2 separate regions of the Ovis aries genome follow, and region 1 is linked to region 2. Evidence: chromatin contacts called from public Hi-C data. All regions are on one chromosome and are shown on one strand. Each heading gives the region's core, a stretch centred on a gene start, on an enhancer-like site or on the middle of the called end of the contact. The rest is flanking DNA. Distances are from core to core; before and after follow the strand shown. Region 1 overlaps MYO1D (myosin ID). Region 2 holds the start of MYO1D (myosin ID).

What was found. A called contact is a pair of places that touch in the nucleus more often than the background predicts.
Region 1: a contact with region 2 is called in a Hi-C map of liver, with 7 times the contacts expected there. The contact joins the enhancer-like site here to the promoter of MYO1D in region 2. A contact is called at or near these places in 10 of 16 Hi-C or Micro-C datasets (hypothalamus, liver, mixed tissues and 5 more).

Annotation. Positions count from the first base shown.
Region 1 is chr11:17,180,824-17,184,180 of ARS-UI_Ramb_v3.0, forward strand. The region is part of intron 1 of MYO1D (myosin ID); the gene reads left to right. Among named protein-coding and RNA genes, the nearest start is that of MYO1D, 98 kb to the left of the region's middle. Within about 2 kb of position 2,093, at least 10 of the 54 cell types and tissues checked have an H3K27ac peak or open chromatin away from gene starts, as enhancers often do.
Region 2 is chr11:17,082,812-17,086,119 of ARS-UI_Ramb_v3.0, forward strand. MYO1D (myosin ID) reads left to right here and starts at 1,822. Exons shown (of 22, transcript XM_015098505.3): 1 at 1,822-2,168. The coding sequence starts at 2,074.

The sequences.
Region 1 (3,357 bases), core at 843-3,342, 98 kb after region 2:
TAACAAGGCCATGTTTTTCTTTAAAAAAAAAAAAAATGTTTAAAGAAGTCTCAGTTCAGTTCAGTTCAGTCGCTCAGTCCTGTCCGACTCTTTGCGACCCCATGAATCGCAGCACGCCAGGCCTCCCTGTCCATCACCATCTCCTGGAGTTCACTCAGACTCACGTCCATCGAGTCCGTGATGCCATCCAGCCATCTCATCCTGGGTCGTCCCCTTCTCCTCCTGCCCCCAATCTCTCCCCAGCATCAGAGTCTTTTCCAGTGAGTCAACTCTTCGCACGAGGTGGCCAAAGTACTGGAGCTTCAGCTTTAGCATCATTCCTTCCAAAGAAATCCCAAGGTTGATCTCCTTCAGAATGGACTGGTTGGATCTCCTTGCAGTCCAAGGGACTCTCAAGAGTCTTCTCCAACACAACAGTTCAAACGCATCAATTCTTCGGCGCTCAGCCTTCTTCACAGTCCAACTCTCAAATCCATACATGACCACAGGAAAAACCATAGCCTTGACTAGACGGACCTTAGTCGGCAAAGTAATGTCTTTGCTTTTGAATATACTATCTAGGTTGGTCATATTTGTTTAAATGTTTCGGAATTCATGTACAAGACATAACCTTGGTATTGTCTCCATTGCTATTCACTAATTCAAAAGCTTAGTACCTCCTTGTTTCATTCACAAGTCAGTGAAAATATCTGGCCCATTCGATAAATATTTTAAATAAATTCCTTTTAATAATTGTTTTAAAAATCAATTGCTGTTAAGCTGTTTTCACTATTTGGGAAGTTTCAAAAGGGGAAGAAATGTGAACAGAGCAAAGACCATATAGTCCTAGAGTCGGAGATAGGGTACCATGGCTTCTTACAGGAGCTGATGCTTGGACTTTTGAAGGAGTAGGAATCTCTAAGAATACGATGGAAAGAGACAGGTGGAGAAAGGTATTTAGGCAGAATGGACCCCATGGACAAACCATGCAGGCCTGGTGGCCCTGGGGACTGTAAATAGCTCATTAGTGTGACAGCAAGAGTGACAGGGGCTGGGTGGGTGGGTGGAAGTGTTGCAAGGAGTTGGGAGAGTCAAACGGAGAGAATCATGGAGGCCAGAACACACGTGTGCCCTGCTGTGGTTTGTATATTACCCTTCAGGGTTCCATATCAAAAGGCGTTCGTTGTGATCACCTTTGCCACCATGGTACATGCTTGTAGTATCTTAATTCTCACACTCTATCATTATTATTTATTTACAATACTTCCCTGTTCTTCAGGCTTCCCCTGTGGCTCAGCTGGTAAAGAATCTGCCTGCAATGCGGGAGACCTGGGTTCGATCCCTGGGTTGGGAAGATCCCTTGGAGGAGGGAAAGGCACACTCCAGTATTCTGGCCTAGAGAATTCCATGGACTATACCCATGGGGTCACAAAGTCGGACACGACTGAGCGACTTTCACTCACTCACTCACTCCCTGTTCTTTATTCCTTTTTTAATCCCCAGAGTCAGGTCCCGCGCCTGGCACAAAGTTGATATTTGAATAATGAACTGTAAAATTTCTGAAACGTGAAATATTTCAGATAGAATGAATGATAAAAGTTTATCATCAAAGGTTTGCACACAGAGATCGTAGAAATGCCTTCCTTGGTCTCTCAAAAGAGATGGTGTCAGGCATGTGTCATCGAGGATAATTACTGCCTTTCCTCCTGGAGACAACCAGGGTGGTGAGGATTACCTTCAGTGCTGGCAGACTTCATACCCTGCGGCTCTCCAAAACAAGTGGAGCTCTCGGGTTGGTGTTAAGGCGTGTGTTGGCACCATCTAGTGGTGGTTTTAATACCTGGCCAAATGGAAGGTTTCATCATTCATCACCAAACGCTTCCTGAAGTGTATTTCACGTCGTATCTTGTTCAGCCTTAGCCACTGTCTTCAACTTCATAGCTAGCATTGGAAGTTTCATATATTGCGTTTTACAAAGATGCTCTCAAGTTTTAATGAACAAGACATTCTATTTGAAATAAAATGGAATTTCAGAGGAAGTACAGGGTTGGACAGACCTGGAATCTTAGAACAACATTCTAATCTCATATGTTATTTGCTCTCTCTTAGTCACAGAGTTCCAGACTCATGAGGTAATATTTTTTTCCTAACATCCTCCTCCTTCTCTCTGTTTTTTCTGTTTGGACGATGTTTTTTTTAAACGAAAGAATTTTGTCCTTTGAGTTCTTATCTTTGAAGAAAGCTGTTGAGTGTGTCCTTCAAACATACAGGTTAAACCAGAAAGGCTTGAGCGGTGAATCTTAGCTGCTCCTTGCTTTTGTGGGTCTTTGAGTGTGAGTTATGTGGACATGTTCCTTGTTACTTATGTTGATTGACAGCTGAGGCAGGGAATCAGATTATGATCACTGCATTAATTCCTCATGTGGGGGGATGGCTGTGCTTCTAGGAGCAATGTTAATAAAATAAAAGCATTTATTAAAAATCTCCTTCATGCAGAACATAATTGGATGCATAAGATTAATTGCCTTTTTTTTTTTTTAAGTACTTACTCAGTGCTGGAGGGAGGGAAGGATATAATTATCACCATTTTATAGGTGAAGGAGCTGAAACTTGTGGAGGTTAAGCAGCTTTCACAGTCTCTCGGCTCTTAAATTTGCGATGTGAACCTTTGGACCCAGGTATCAAGGACTCCAGGGTTGGTGCGTTTAGCTACCACAGAAGCTTTCTGTCCAACAATGGGAAGAATGCATAGGAAAACCACAGGAGAAGAAGGCACAGAAAACCTTAAAGTTGCCAATAACTCTCATTTAAGCATACACCAATTGCTTGATAAAAATCGTGGTATTAATTTATTGCTGACATTATCAGCGTATTTGTTTCCACTCCTAATTATAGCCGACAGCCTTCATTCCAGTGCAAAGGGAGTTTAAGGGTCTTGCCCTCTGGTCTCTCGTTAGGCTCTAGTTATTGCCTTGCTGCACTCACTCGACAGCAGGACTGTGCAGAGACCCAGCCACTGTGGACCAGCATCCTCCCATGTTGGCACTCCCTTCTTCCAGCTCTTGGACATGAGCTCTGTCTGTGTGAGCCTCTCGGCAGGTGGAGTATGTCGTGCCAGCCACTTGCGTAGAAATGTCCATAAGGTATTGGCTTTATATGTGTTTATAAGTATGAATTAATGTGTCAGTGGTAAATATATACGGGTTTTCTAAATTTTATGTTGAATTTTTTTCTCTGCAGATATAGATGCATAATTTTGCACAGTTGGAGTCATATCATGTGTGCTGGGGGGTTTTTTACTCTTTTTTCTTTTCTTAGTTCCTCTGGCTTTCTTCTAGCTGCCCACATGGCCTTCCTCCTCATCACCCTACTATATGT
Region 2 (3,308 bases), core at 572-3,071:
ATAATACCTGTCACAAAAATAATACACAAAAAACAAAGACAAAAAATTAAACATTTTCAATCTTACAGTACAGTGCCTTGAAAAATACAGTAGTACATCAGAACAGCCAGCACACATGGGCTGGCATTGAGTGAACGCACAAGAAGAGTTACTGACTGGAGGTGGGAGAAGAGGTGGAAGATGGTAGAGCTGAAGGATCGTCAGCAATAGGAGACGGAGGGCAAGCTGCAATTTCGCTTACACCTGACACTGATGGAACACACTTGGAGATCTTTGAAAGTTCACAACTTGAAGGTTCGAATGTAGGGGACTTACTGTAGACGGTCCTAATAGAAACAAAGGACCGAAGCAGTGCAGCTGCCTTAGAAACCATTTATGATAGACTTTCACTGAGAAAATGCAGTCTGGGTTCCAAAGGAATTTTCCAGGATCAATATACCTATAAACTGGAGACCACTTAAAACTCATTCTATCCCATTGGATCACTGTGCATTTCATAAGGACGTGTGCAAGGCCATACAACAGCTCCTTGGTGGGTGCCAAGGGGGAGACGGAAACATTTCAGACACCATCCCATGCTCAAGAAGCCTACAATAATCTCAGGGAGAAGATACATAAATGAAAAACAACAATATAAGGTAATACTTGATGACAAGCTGAGTTGTCATTGTTTTGTTTAGTTGCTAGTCATGTCTGACTCTTCACAACCCCATGGACTATAGCCTGCCAGGCTCCTCTGTCCATGGGATTTTCCAGGCAAGAATACTGGAGTGGGTTGCCATTTCCTCCTTCAGGGGATCTTCCCGACCCTGGGATCAAACCCAGATCTCCTGCATTGGCAGGTGGAGACTGAGCCACGCTACCACCCAGGCTACCACTTTACCACTGAGCCAAGTGGAAAGCCACTCTTAGGCAGGTGGAAGAGAAAAATGGATCAGGGAACACCGAGAAGGAAAGCAATCTGCCAGGTGGCTAAACGCTGGGGCTCAAAAGTCAAATGACCTGGATGAAATTGCAGCTTCCCCACCACTTAAGCAGCCTGTGGCAAGTAACTAACTTCTCTAAGTCCCTCAGAAAAACTCTGAGCACTTTTGGTCCCCTCAACAAGCTAATTACTATTACTGCCTCAGTCTGAATGTGAACCATCATTTGAAGGATGGAGAGGATGTGGGCAGATCAGGAGAGAGCATCGCAGCCGAGTGTCAGAATCATCATGAATCATCCACGTGAGAAGCTCCACGAGCTACTTTTGTTAACTTTGTTGGCATCTACCAAATCCCTGGGAAAGACTGAAGGCGAGAGAAGGGGACGACAGAGGATGAGATGGATGGAGGACATCGCCGACTCAATGGACTTTGAGTTTGCGTAAGCTCCGGGAGTTGGTGATGGACAGGGAAGCCTGGCGTGCTGCAGTCCTTTGGGTCGCAAAGAGTCGGACCCGACTGAGTGACTGAACTGAACCAAGCCCCGGGCGGGAGGCAGCAATCCTGGAAACTTGATTCCACCCACCTCCTACGTCCGCACTCCTCGGCACCGCCCCGCTGAGCGCCCAGCGACCGTCCCCAGAGGGCGCTGCCGCCCCGCCGCCGGGGCCCGGGCCCGGGGCGCGCCCCCGCCGGCTGCCCCGCGCGTGCGCGCCGCCCAGGTGAGGAGGCGGCGGCCTGCGCCCCGGCGGGGGCGGCTCCTCGGCTGGCGGGGCGGGGAGGAGGGGAGGCCGGGAGGCGGGGACAGGACGGGGCGGGGCGGGGCGGGGCGGGGGCCAGACCAAGGCCAGAGGCGGGACCAGCCGCCGCCGTCTCCGTCTCGTTGTCCCGTCCCCCCACAGCGCCGGGCCGCCGCCGCGGGAGAAGCGGAAACTGCCGGGTGTGCCGCGCCGGCCCAGAGCGCGCCGAGGAGCCGCGGGGCGGCCTCCGTCCGGTCCAGATCCCTCCGAGTGGCCACGGAGCCCCCGTCCCCGCGCCCCGCCCCGACCCCGCCCGAGCTCGCCGCTCGCCCCGGGGACCGGCCCCCCGCGCCGTCCGAGCGAGCCCACCTGAGTCCGTCCGCGCCCACCTGAGCCCGTGCGCCGGCGCCATGGCGGAGCAGGAGAGCCTGGAGTTCGGGAAGGCGGACTTCGTGCTGATGGACACCGTCTCCATGCCCGAGTTCATGGCCAACCTCCGGCTCAGGTGAGGGCGGCGGAGCGGCCGTGCGCAGTGCCGCGAGCCTGCGCCTTTCCGAGAGGGGGCGCCCTGGACGTGTGGCCGGATTCGGGGTGCGGCGGGGGGTGTCCGGGGTCCGCTAAGCTCGCTGGTTGCATACCGGGGTGCGGTCGCATCCGAGTGGAAGGGGCGTGCCGAGCTCCGGGGCTGCGCGTTCCAGAGTAAGGGGTGTCCTTGGGTGCCGTCCGGACGGAAGGGTGGGTATCGGGGGTGTGCCGAGCTGGAGGTTGCGCTTGGGGCCGGGCAGGCTAGTGCACTGCCCCCAGGTAAATGCTGTGGGCGGGCCGGGTGACCTAATGGAAACAAAAGTAAAGGGAAATAAAAACTTTCGGGAGAGTCCTGGCGGCCTCAAGCCCCTGGGAAGACTGGAGGGTTGTTTTGCAGAGAGACTGGGGGTCTCATCGTGGTTTCACAGTTGGTTCTTTTTCGCTTTCGTCTTCTCCTTTATTTATCTTTTCCTGGCGTGGTTCCATCACGTCATTCAGGATGCTATGGAGTGATCCCTGAGCCGTCTGTTCCGGGACACTGGCTATTTTTTAGTTACTCTCTAAAAACGTAATTAGACACGTTTCCAGACATCGAAGAGACTGCTCTGCTTGCCAGTGCCAAGATAAACTGTCTGAATTTGACAAGGCATTCATGGTTTCAGTTTTTTTTTTTTCTTCCTCAAGGAGTTGTGGATGGAGCCCTTGTGTTACTAACATCCTTGAGAATGTAGTCACAACTCAACGCCCCGGAATGGGCTTCCAGGGCGAATTTGTTTTCGAAAGGCTTTTACGTGTGGTTATTACACTCCTGAGAGAGTAATATATGTAAGCAGAGCTTTAAAGTAGTTTGGCTTAAAAAAAAATTACAGTAATGGAGTTTCAAAACTGAGTTTTTAGGGGGAAGAGTGTGTGTGTGTGTTTCCTGAAAGTCCTGATCCCATTTCTTGTACGATTTGAGTATAACTCCATGCTGTGCTGTGCTGAGTTTGTGAAAATCTTAATCTAGGTTAGGATGCTTAACTAATCCCACTTCTCAGCATAAATTCCGGTGTTAACTTGAAGAATTTTTAAAACTTTTTTAACCTTCAAAATTGCAATCTGTGTAGTCATCATCTGCTCT